Linked DNA regions of Sus scrofa: all the other regions are linked to region 3. Evidence: chromatin contacts called from public Hi-C and promoter capture Hi-C data. All regions are on one chromosome and are shown on one strand. The core of a region is the stretch at or near the end of the contact, and the rest is flanking DNA. Distances in the headings are between cores, read along the strand shown.

The links. Promoter capture Hi-C pulls out the DNA fragments that hold promoters and counts their contacts. Hi-C and Micro-C count contacts between places; a contact is called where the count stands out from the background.
Region 1: a contact with region 3 is called in a promoter capture Hi-C map of fetal liver, with 2.6 times the contacts expected there. The contact joins the promoter of HADHA here to the promoter of ASXL2 in region 3. A contact is called at or near these places in 2 of 5 promoter capture datasets (fetal liver and liver), 1 of 47 Hi-C or Micro-C datasets (heart right ventricle) and 1 of 2 datasets of contacts at active chromatin or transcription factors (alveolar macrophages).
Region 2: a Hi-C map of liver shows a contact between it and region 3, with 4 times the contacts expected there. The contact joins the promoter of SELENOI here to the promoter of ASXL2 in region 3. A contact is called at or near these places in 2 of 47 Hi-C or Micro-C datasets (heart right ventricle and liver).

What each region holds. Positions count from the first base shown.
Region 1 is chr3:112,752,067-112,755,607 of Sscrofa11.1, reverse strand. HADHA (hydroxyacyl-CoA dehydrogenase/3-ketoacyl-CoA thiolase/enoyl-CoA hydratase (trifunctional protein), alpha subunit) reads right to left here and starts at 2,265. Exons shown (of 20, transcript NM_213962.2): 1 at 2,144-2,265. The coding sequence starts at 2,210. HADHB (hydroxyacyl-CoA dehydrogenase/3-ketoacyl-CoA thiolase/enoyl-CoA hydratase (trifunctional protein), beta subunit) reads left to right here and starts at 2,487. Exons shown (of 16, transcript NM_001348972.1): 1 at 2,487-2,615.
Region 2 is chr3:112,669,607-112,673,613 of Sscrofa11.1, reverse strand. SELENOI (ethanolaminephosphotransferase 1 (CDP-ethanolamine-specific)) reads left to right here and starts at 2,530. Exons shown (of 10, transcript NM_001244662.1): 1 at 2,530-2,672. The coding sequence starts at 2,616.
Region 3 is chr3:113,043,313-113,047,406 of Sscrofa11.1, reverse strand. It overlaps ASXL2 (putative Polycomb group protein ASXL2), which reads right to left and starts at 2,619. Exons shown (of 13, transcript XM_021087739.1): 1 at 2,160-2,619. The coding sequence starts at 2,495.

The DNA of each region.
Region 1 (3,541 bases), core at 1,016-3,515, 290 kb after region 3:
AGCAACGCAGGATCCGAGCCGCGTCTGCAACCTACACCACAGCTCACAGCAACGCCGGATCGTTAACCCACTGAGCAAGGGCAGGGACCGAACCTGCAACCTCATGTTTCCTAGTCGGATTCGTTAACCACTTCGCCACGACGGGAACTCCCAGTGGTAGCATTCTTGAGGACACAGGTTTGATCCCTGGCCTCGCTCAGTGGGTTACGGATCAAGCGTTGCTGTGAGCTGTGGTGTAGTTTGCAGACACGGCTCAGATATGGCATTTCTGTGGCTGTGGTGCAGGCGGGCAGCTACAGCTCTGATTCAGCCCCTAGCCTGGGAATTTCTGGATCCTTAACCCACTGAACGAGGCCAGGGATTGAAACCGAATCCTCATGGATACTAGTGTCCACTGAGTCACAACTGGAACTCCCTGGACTTTTTTCAAAAATCTATAAATTGCTACTAAAAGAGGCAATAACTATAATAAGCCATATTTTCTTTATTGGGGAAAGACCAATGCAAAATATATACACATGTGTATGTATATATACTTCTACACAAAAAAAATATAGAAGAACCAAGCTTGTAACTTTTTACTACACATGTAAAACAAACATTACTTTAAAAATTATCAGATATACATAAATCACAGTTCTTCAGGGCAAAAAAGTGTTAATAATAGCTAATGCTTATTAACATTAATAATAGCACTTACTTCATAGAAAAGCTGTTTTACACTTAAAACAATTCTTTTAAAGCTCAAAAGGTGGTATTATTCCTCATTTCACAAAGGAGAAAACAGAAATATACATTAATTGTCCAAGGTCATCAGGGGTAAGGTCACCAGAGAGGGTAAAAGACAAAGCCAGATTCAAACCCACAAGTCAAACTCCAAATTTAATGCTTTTAACTGAATTACCTTAAGAGCAATGGATGGGAAAGTTCAAAAATATATATTTGATATTTTTAAAATGTTAAATCAAAAATGTGGAAAACAGACAAATCAAACTGTCAGGTAACATGACCAAATGCTAACAGTAGGTATGTGAGTAGTAAGAGAATGGGTGATTCTTTTTCCTTAATCCCTTTCCCCACTCTTAACATTTCACCTTCTTGTAATATTATGAGTGGGAGTCACACACACACACACACACACACACAGAGTCCTGTGGAGCCTAAAAACAGTGGTTGAAATAAGAAAGCAGAAAAGAGTCAATCATTTAATCAATCCCTTACAGTAAAGGGAGATTCCAGGCACTAAAACAGCATACAGTACTACCCTAGTGGTTCAGAAGGAGGAAGGCATATTATAAATGAAATTACTAGTTAAGTAAGCAGAGTTAAATACAACATGCAATAAAAAAAATCACATTTCACCTTAAAGATTTGAGGTGGAAGGAAAATGCTTGATTTTCCACAATCATCCACTTTAATTCTTTCTCTTGCCAGTTTGAAGAGAAAAAGACAATATAGCTAATGAAAGCTACCTGGGTATTGTTAGAAACTAGGGTAGAAATAGTTGTTAAAATTATCTAACATTTTGTTCCTTAAGTATCTTCATGTTTAAAAAAAAAAAAAAGTTTTCTCCTTGCAAGTTGCAGGACCTCCCCTGAGAAAGTCAACGCATTATACTGGGTTCCTACTGGGATTATGGAACTGCAACAGGTGAGTTTCCTATTAAAGTGTGGTAATAGGTACAAAAAAAGGTTTTGAGGGAAAGGGTGTGGAAGTGGCAGTAATTTGAAAGGCTGGTTAATTTCATACAAGAAGGTTTTAAGATACCTCCTTTTACAGGCAAGGTGCTGTGGAGCCACAAAGATGTGACAGACTAGGCTGTCCTAGTCGTCCTGGACCTCTCCATCTAGTAGGGACAGGTTCAAGGCCATCATGAAGGGAAATACGGGGAGACCTGCGGAAGATGCCAGACCCAGTGGATGGAACTCAGAAACGTCAGCGGTTACGGAGTCTGAAATCGCCGCAGGACTTGAGAGAAAATATCAGTCCCTGCGCCAGTAAACAACAAGACACTGGGTCCCACAGCAGCAACCCTCTCCCTCATCCAACGCTGGCTTCCTGAGCCAGGAGATGCAGGCAGCGCTGCGGCGATAAAGTCCAGGTCTCTGGCCAGGACCGTAGGTTGCCCTCAAGCAGGCCTCACCTGGGCAGCGGAGCGTCTGGGAGGCAGTGAAGCGACGGAGGCTGCCTATTGCCCGGGAGGCGACCATCTTGAGCAGGAGAGGACGAAACTGGAAAGTTGCTGGAGCTGGTGGCAGCCAGAGGACTTTTCTTCCCGCCGGCTGCCCCTGGCCAGGCGTCCGACGTACTGCCTGACTGAAACCCCGGTGACGAATTGCCGCTGGCCCCTTAACCTTGCCCTTGGCTTCCGGCTAACGGGACGAAAAGGACACTTTCTCCGCCGGAAGGAAGAAGACCCTGGGAGGAGGGGGCAGAGTTACATTTTTTTCAGTCAGGCAGCCGGAGGGCAGCCCGGGAGGCCGGCGTGGCTCGCGGAGCCAGCGGGCCGGGTGAGGGGTCCTTCCTAGGCAGGACCTGTCTTTTGGTCCCCGACGGGTCCTGTCACTTGAGTCCGAAGCTTTCCCGAAGCAGGTGCCTGAGCGACGCGAACTAAGGTGAGAAGGAGCGTGCGCTCGGCTCTCCGCCTGGCCTTGCCCCCCGGCTCCGTCCGCGCTTCCTTTCCCACCTTCTACCCCAGGGCCCGCGGCCGCCTCCTCCATGGGGGAGTGGAGTTCGAGGGGACGGAAGGAAGCGTCTCAGTGGAGTCTCCCGTACCGGTGCAGTTTCGTCAGTAATTTGGCTTCGCGTTGTCGTAGCTCTGAGCAGCGGTGTCCCCTGGCTCGTTTAATTTGTCATCACAAGTTAACAAACTGTTGATTTGTGTGCGTGTTAGTTTAAAACGCTGGCCCGTGTTCCACTGTTGTTTCATGCGCTTTGCCTGTAGTCAGGTCGACTACAGAGATTCGGCTGGAGCCAGAGGATACCTCTTTTATGCTGCTGGGAGTGGGACTCTGTCTCATGGCTTTTGGGGACTCAAGTTGGGAGGAGCTGAGACATTGCCGTGCCCTGCTCTGAGATCCAGTGCTCAAGATTATTTTCTCATCCAGAAGGGACCTGAAGATCATCTAGTCATTTATCCCCTTCACTCTATCGGTGAAGCCCATGAATCAGAGTGGCTACAGTTGGTAGAAATAGGACTAGAGCCTACATTTACTAACTTCTAGTCAAGAACTCTGCAGTGCATGATTGCTGTTTTTGTGCTGGAAAAATAGTCTGGAGTCCTGGAATCCGGCGATTGATTCCAAAAAAGGGGACCTCGTAGGCCCTTTCGCTGCCATCTCATTGAATCTTCATATCCCAAAATTGTAGTTTGCATTTTGTAAGTGGAGTTTAGGGGCTCAGAGATTATGTCAACTTTCTGGTAGCTGGCAAAGCCAAGAATGAGACATAAATTTGAGTCTCACCGCTCACCAGATTGACTGTTCAAGAGGCAGAGAAGAGGCCGGGGGAAATGGCAAGGAAGTTGAGACTGAAATGAGGA
Region 2 (4,007 bases), core at 1,281-3,780, 370 kb after region 3:
TTTCACAGGATTTCCATCCCATAGCCCAGGCACATTCCCCCCCCCAATAATATAGTTTAATTGTTTCACAGATGAATAGAACCTTAGAGATTTAGTTTAAGGCCTACTCTTTAAAAAAGAGAATAAAGTTAGGTGAAGTAAGTTGTCTAGGATCACACAGCCAATATGTGACAGATGTCAAAGTATAAACAAAGTTCTGTGTTTTGTTTCGGTTTAGAAATTCTGACTGACTCATAGTTGATTTAAACTTGTTACAACCTTCTGCAGAAGAGAGGCAGCAAATTGTAACTGCTTTCACAAAATTAAAAGCTGCTCTTTTAAAAACATTGCTTTTGAAAAAAATGTCAGAGAGGTAGGAAAAAATGTCACAAAATCAGAAATGTCTTTTTTTTTTCTGTCTTTTTAGGGCCTCACCTGTGGCATATGGAAATTCCCAGGCTAGTGGTTGAATGGGAGATGCAGCTGCCAGCCTAAGCCACAGCCAGAGCGATGCCAGATCTGAGCTGCGTCTCCAACCTACACCACAGCTCTTGGCAACGCTGAATCCTTAACCCACCGAGCAAAGCCAGGGATTGAACTGGATCCTCATGGATACTAGTCAGATTTGTTGCCACTGTGCCACAATGGGAACTCCCTCAATTCAGTTTTCTTATCAGAAGGGATTTAAATACAGTACCAGTACAAAGGAAATACTTTTGTGCCCAAGGAAGTGGTTTCATAGTTTTCCTTTCATCGGTACCAATTTCCTTCTTAAATTAAAGGGAGATTCGGAGTTCCCGTCGTGGCTCAGTGGTTAACGAATCTGACTAGGAACCATGAGGTTGCGGGCTCGATCCCTGGCCTTGCTCAGTGGGTTGATGATCCGGCGTTGCCGTGAGCTGAGGTGTAGGTTGCAGACGCGGCTCGATCCTGTGTTGCTGTGGCTCTGGCGCAGGCCGGTGGCCATAGCTCTGATTGACCCCTAGCCTGGGAACCTCCATATGCCGCGGGAGCCGCCCAAGAAATGGCAAAAAGACAAAAAAAAAAAAAAAATTAAAGGGAGATTCACATTTCCAATGTCCTTTTCAAAGCTGGGCACTTCACAGCATATGAACTCTTTGCTCATTTAGTCAACAAAATGCATTGACCACATATTTGCAAGCGCTGGGCTATGGGACGTGGGGAAAATTAAGTACCTAAGATACAAATCCTTCCCTTAGGGCAAGTGAAGATAAGACCCAAGTTTTTTGATCATCTAAGTACCAAGTATGACAGATGCTTTGTATCTATTACCTCATAAGAATCTTAAACTTTAATATACTTGATATATATATATATATATTGAGCCCCCAATTAATATGTTAAATGAATGAATGTTAAAAACATGAGATCTCAAAGTGATCCTTTCTCAGAGTCCCAGACGGATTGAGAGGCTTTTGTAGGTGGTGGCTTTCAATACTTAAGACCTCATTTCCTGTTGGGTTGACTATTTCAGAGCTGTGTAATTAAGTGATCCTGGGCACTTTAGATATTCTGAATTTTGACTTCCTGATCTGCAAAATGGGGAAAATGCCTCCCACCTCAGTGTTATAGGGGTTGGTGATAAGCTATGCAAAATCCCCCACATCGAAGACAATCAATAAATGGTAGGAACTACTACCATTATTAAATTTTATTATTAGACTGACACATACTAGCCATCTATCTAGTGTTCTTTATACAATCGGCTCCACTTAGGTAAACGTACTCGGCAGCGACTCTCTGAGAAGACAGAAAGTCGAAAGATTCAGAGATCAGTGCTTTTATCTTGTCGGGAGGCATGAGCAATGCTCATTTGGAACAGAGTGATAGAATGGAATGTGGCGCGGCGGTCCAAGGTTCACAAAGAACGCTGACCCAAAGGGCTTGTCTCCAAAGCCTTTTCACGCCCCTTTACCAACTGCACAAAGCCTCCCATGGAGCCTCCCAATGGCTTTCCTACAGAAAAATCAGGTTCGCAAAGCTCCTACTGGGTGCAGCACACCGTGCCAGGAGCTCGAAGCTGACTGGGCACAGACCCTTTTTCCGCTTTTACTTTACTGCTTGATGGAACTGAGCTCCTGCCGAACTGGTTCGCATGCAACCCTACCCGCCACCCCCACCCCCCACTCCCCGCCCCCAGAATAAAATGGTATCCCCAAGTCTCCAACCAGGCACAGTTGCCACCTAATCGCTGACACTACCCAGGGGCGAAGAGCAAGGTCTCCTGGGAAACTGACCTTTCACCTCCCCTCTTGCCTTACCTCAACTCACCAATTTTGACGCTAGCGAATGAAGCGACGAGGAGACCCAGAAGGCGGGACTTGGTGGTTGGCGGTCCACGCTGATTGGACTGTGACTGCGTGCAGAGGGGGACCGCGTGAGCGGGCTCGCGACCCTCCCTCGGTAGGCGGGGAGAAGTGGAGGCTGCGCTTGCGCGCTGGGGGCCGGCGGAAGTGGCCGGGGCGGCTACGCTTGCGCGCTGGGCGGAGCTCTGCTCTCCCAGCTCCTTTGCCAGCCCAGGTCCTTCCAGTCTTGTTCAGCCGGTGTGGTGCTCGTACTTCCCTACGCTGTCGCAGAGAGTCGCTGCCGAGTGGGCGCTCGGTGTTCGGGTCGTCATGGCTGGTTACGAATACGTGAGCCCGGAGCAGCTGGCTGGCTTTGATAAGTACAAGGTAGAGCGGGCCCCGCGGACGCCCCTCTTTTTGCTCGTCCCGGCCTCTTCTAGGCGCCTGAGGGGCCGGTGCGGTCCGTGTCACCTTGTGCCGCGTGGCTCCGGGCAGGCTGGCGGGAGTTTCTCCGGGGGTCCTCCCGAGTGCTAAGGCTTTGGGGTCGGGGTGCGTGGGAGCACCCCAGGCCCGCCATCTGACTCGGCACCCTCCCGGGGGATTGCCTTTTCCTTAGGAGACCACTCGGCGAGAGTGGAGCGTGAGAATTCCCTTTGCTGCTTCACTTCGTTGTTATTATTTTTAGTCCTCTGAGAGGTGATGCAGATCTCTTCTGCGGCGTCTTAATTGCCTTCATTTTCATGAAGTTTCTACATCCTTTTTTGCCTACAACTTAGGGGATGGAGAGAATCTTTTGGCAGACGCGGCCCGGGGAGGGGGAGTGACTGCTGGGGCCATACTGCTGATGCGCTCTCTTCCACTCCCAGTAGCGAGGCGCCGGGGCGGCCAGTGAAGTAAACGGGCACGGGGGCAGGAACTGGAACTGTGTAGTGGAAAGAGCGCGGGCTTTGGAGTACATAGAAACCTGCTACCAAACCTGATGCCCACATTGCATTTCTTGATTTGGCTCTGGGCCAAGTCACAGTCTGTACGGTGCAAAATGATTTCGAGAATTCGAGAAGCGCCTCGTCCATAATGGGCCTCCAGTAAATGCGGTTCTCCTCCACCGCACCTGTATCAGTGAATGACTCCACTATCCATCTAGTCAGTTGTCTAAGCCTGAAATCCGAGCAGTAGCCTTTCATCCTTGCTACCTATGTCGCTTTCACTCACCGATTCACCAAGCGGTGAAAAATCAGGTCCTGTATGTTGTGTCATTTTCAGCCGAAACTGGAAAGGTGGCTCCATTACCTCTCCCTGCACCTATACTTTATTTTCATCTTTTTTTAAATTAAAAAATTTTTTTTATTTTCATCTTTTAATTTTAGAATAGTTCTAGAATATTTTAGAATAGATTTTCAGAAAAAATTGTGGAGCTAGTCCATACAGAGTTCCCACGTATTCCACACCGGGTGTTCCCTGCTATTAACGTCTGACATTCGTATGGTGTGTTTGTATATGTTCGTATATGTTCTTATATTAATGAGCCAATATTTACACATTATTATGAACTGAAGTCCATCCTTTACTCAGATCTCCTTGGTTTTCACCTAATGTTCTTTTTCTGTCCTGGGATCTCATCCAGAATACCACAGGCACATTTAGTCTTCATGTCTCCACAGGCTCCTCTCGACTATGACAAGGCTCTTGTCTTGTTTTTGATACTCTTGATCGTTTTGAGGC
Region 3 (4,094 bases), core at 1,370-3,869:
AAGCTTCTAGACTTAAAGTTAATTAACATAATTAATTAGGAGTAGGATTTGCTTACATATAATAATAAAGTTTACCCTCTCTTTTATTTTTTATTTATTTATGTCTTTTTTTGCCTTTTCTAGGGCAGCTTCGCAAGGCATATGGAGGTTCCCAGGTTAGCAGGAGCTGTAGCGGCCAACTTACGTCAGAGCCACAGCAACTCGGGATCCGAGCTGCATCTGCAACCTACACCACAGCTCACGGCAACGCCAGATCCTTAACCCACTGAGCAAGGCCAGGGATCAAACCTGCAACCTCATGGTTCCTAGTCAGATTCATTAACCACTGGGCCATTACAGGAACTCCTACCCTCTCGTTTCATAAAAGAGATTGTAAAGTAGTATTGACCAGGTACAACAGTAGAACAGTCTTTTGTGAAGGAGCAATTTCCCCACTATCAAAAAAAAAAATTATTTCTAGAGTTTTTTCTTTAAGTCGGTTTAGAGGGAAATGGCCAATGGTCACAATTATCAAGATATATTGTAGGTGAAAACACTTAACAAATAAATGTGCTTTTTATTTATTCATCAACTTTTGTACCTTTCCAACTAAAATAGACATACAAGTGTAAGACTCATCAACCCTCTAAGGCATAACGTTTACAAAACAAATGCACAGGGGTTCCCGTCCTGGTGCAGTTGTTAACGAATCCTACTAGGAATCATGAGGCTGCTGGTTCGATCCCTGCCCTTGCTCAGTGGGTTAAGGATACGGCGTTGCTGTGAGCTGTGGTGTAGGTTCCAGACTCGGCTCGGATCCTGCGTTGCTGTGGCTCTGGCGTAGGTCGGTGGCTACAGCTCCGATTAGACCCCTAGCCTGGGAACCTCCATATGCCTCGGGAGTGGCCCAAGAAATAGCAAAAAGACAAAAAGACAAAAAAAAAAAAAAAAAGCACAAGTAGGACCCAGATTTCGGGAAATAAATTCAAATTCAGGGCTCTGACGGATGAAACACACGATTTATTTCCTTCTTGATACTAAAATCCTAGAGCTTTAACATATATTTTCCCACAATTAACATATATTACTTTTATTTAAACTCCCCTTTAAAAAATAAACCACACAACTCTTCACTTAGAAGAGTGCTCCACGTTGTACAAGTATTGACATCATTCACCATTAAGATTATGCTTCCACTCATTCTCACTTCCAACTCTAAATGCTGTTTTGTGTCCCACAACTTCTCTGCTGCACTCTCAAAGATGGAATGAACCTGACTTTCTCTAAACGTTTCATTTCTACATACATGCACGCTTTTAAATTTTTTCATGAAACAAAACTTCTCACTCATCCTCAATATTCTATTTTTTAAAACCTACTTCTAAACTTCACAATAATAAATTTAGAAAAGGGGGAAAGAAGGATGGTTTTATCCACTACAACTTCGTGAGGCCATCGCTTTAGCTACGGAAAAGTCAAGGCTCAGTAAACTACACGTCCCACCATGCTTTGCTGCCTTGTTCAGAGTAGGTCTCTACGGAAACAGAAAAAAAAAAAAAAAAAAAATTCTACAAGTCCCACCTGTTACTTCGTTTCTAAACACCTCCAGCACTTTCAGCTGCAACAGCAAACATAAAACAAGAGCCTCGTGACCTCCGGCCGGATCCGGGAGCCCAGACAAGCAAGGGGCCCGGGGTCAGGCGGCAGATCTGCTACAGCGGGTGGGTTCTACCCAGCGCCAGCGCTCCCCTCTTCTTTCCGGGGCTGGGTGCACGCACAAGCCTTCTCCTATCTGCATCCAATGGGGGCTCTTCAGCCGCAAAAGGGAGAAGAACCGGTTACTGTGCAAGCACAACAGACTTCCCCATGCCGGGGCGGGGGCTACCACGGAGTCGGGGTGAGAGCGTCGCGACCCAGAGAGCAGCTTCAAAACACCAAGAGGATTCGTCGCAGAGCAGGGAGAAGCCACAGCCCCGTGGCGACCCTCTTCCGCTGGCGCCTCCATTCCCACAGGGACCACAAACCCGACACTAACCGCCGCCCTCGCCGCGCGGTTTTTTGCCCCCTCAGTCGAGTGGCAGGACCATTGACCCCCCCACCCCGCGCCGCTTCCCCTGCGACCGGTGGGCGGAGAAGGAACGAAAACCTCCTGGCTTTCCACTCCGCTCCCTCCTCCTTACCGTCTTGGCGGCCTCCGCCCAGGTCCTGCCCTTCTTCCTACGGCCCTTTTCCCTCATGTCGGGTCTTGAACTGACTGGGAGGCTCCCGTGTCCGGGCTCCAGCCGCCCTCCCTGCCTGCTCTGCCCTGCGCTGTTTTTCCCGCGGTGCCGGGAAAGGTGGGAGAAAGGGGAAGTCAGGCCAGAGGAGCACCCAAGCAGAGGAAGCGGCGGCGGTGGTGCGCGGGGTGGGGGTGGGGGGGGGAAATCTATGAAGCGGCCGGTCCTCCTGCTGCCGTTGCCACTGCTACCGCCGCTGCCATATTGGGTCCTTACTGTACAGGCAGCCGCTACGGTCATGTGACCGCTCCCGCGCGGCCGTCACTACTGTACGCAGCCGGCCGCGCGAGCGAGCGCGCGCGCGCTCCCGCCACCTGCGCCGGGCTGCGGAGAGAGCGAGCCAGCAGTGCCCGGCGCCTAGCCACGCCCCCGCCCTTCCGCTCTCCGCCTCTCCTCGCGAGCTTGCGCAAAGGGAAGGACCGACGCTGCGCTGCGTCGGGCGTCCTGCGCTTACGCCTACAGCAAAAACCTGCGGAAGCGGAACTTGATCCGTCCCGGAAGGTTTATTGAGCGGATTCTGACCGCGTTGGGAGGGCGTTACGGTGACTTTATAGACATAATCCTGGGGAGAACCGTGCTCTTCCTTCTAGGAGCAACCCTCCCAAGTATCACTTTCAATGAGCCTCGAAGTTGCGTTTTTTTGTCTATGTTCATTTTCATAAAGGCTCTCTTTTTGAAGGTTTGCAGTAATTCTAGCCTATCTGTTTATGCCATCTGATAGATGAAGCAATTTGAGTTTGAGTGACTTGCTAAACTCACGAGTCTGGAATGCGGTGAAACCAAAAATCAAATTACCGCCTCAGAGTCCTTTCTGTCTCCCCAGAGTGCCTCTCAAACTTAGGTGACCTTTATTTTAAGGCCACCAATAACTACATTCACACTTTTACTTGTGAATGTCTCATCAAGGACACAAATGGTGTCTTTTTTATCTGGGTGAGTTCAGTCCCTGGCACAGTGCCTGTACATATCAGGCGCCCAGTAAATATTTGCTGAATGATTCAGCTGTAGCTGTAGTCAGAAACCATTATTTGTAATGACCTTAACTGCCTCCTGAAAGATACAGAATGTGGCATCTTCCATCGAAATGTCCTTGTCTTGATACTTTGCAAAAAGGGCAGTAATGCCTACTAATCTCCCAAGTCCACCTGCTTCCAGAAGCTGCTTCCGGTCTACTAAATTTACTATGTTCTAAAATAAGACTGAGAGTTGGGCTGCCTCTTGGGAGAAAAGACAGTTGAGAACAATACTTATCTTGGAGTCCAAGGATGCGTTTCAGAAGCTCATGGCCCCTCTAAAATTATGGAAAGTATTTTGTATGTGTTAGTTGTGTATTTTTTGAGAAGAGGATTCATAACATTTCGTCATTTTTTTAAAGGAGTCTTTTACACACGTACACAAGTCTTAAGAGGGCGTCTGAGAGGGCTTCTGGAAACTTCTTTATCTTTCCCCTTCAACCATTGACAGTCAAACAGCCCCATATCAGCAATTGATACGGTCATGTTTTCACCAATTTCTTTAGTGATAGCATGATCCGTAACACTCAAGGGATGTACCGTCTCCCTCTAAAGCCTAGGTCTATAGTCTGTTCAAGAAGCAGCTCTCCATTCCTAGCCATTGCCTGGGACTTGTCATCTAGCCCTGTTGCCTGAGAATTTTACCTCAGCTTGTTTTCAGATCTTGCTAGGACAGATTTTCCCGCTGTCCTTACTTTGCTTTTCTGGAGCTCCATTCCCAGATTTTAATTTCAAGGGTAGGGGTTGTGGTAATGCAGTTCCTACTTGTTAAACTTCAACAGATCTGGATAATTTTGTTGTTATTATTATTAATAATAATGAATTA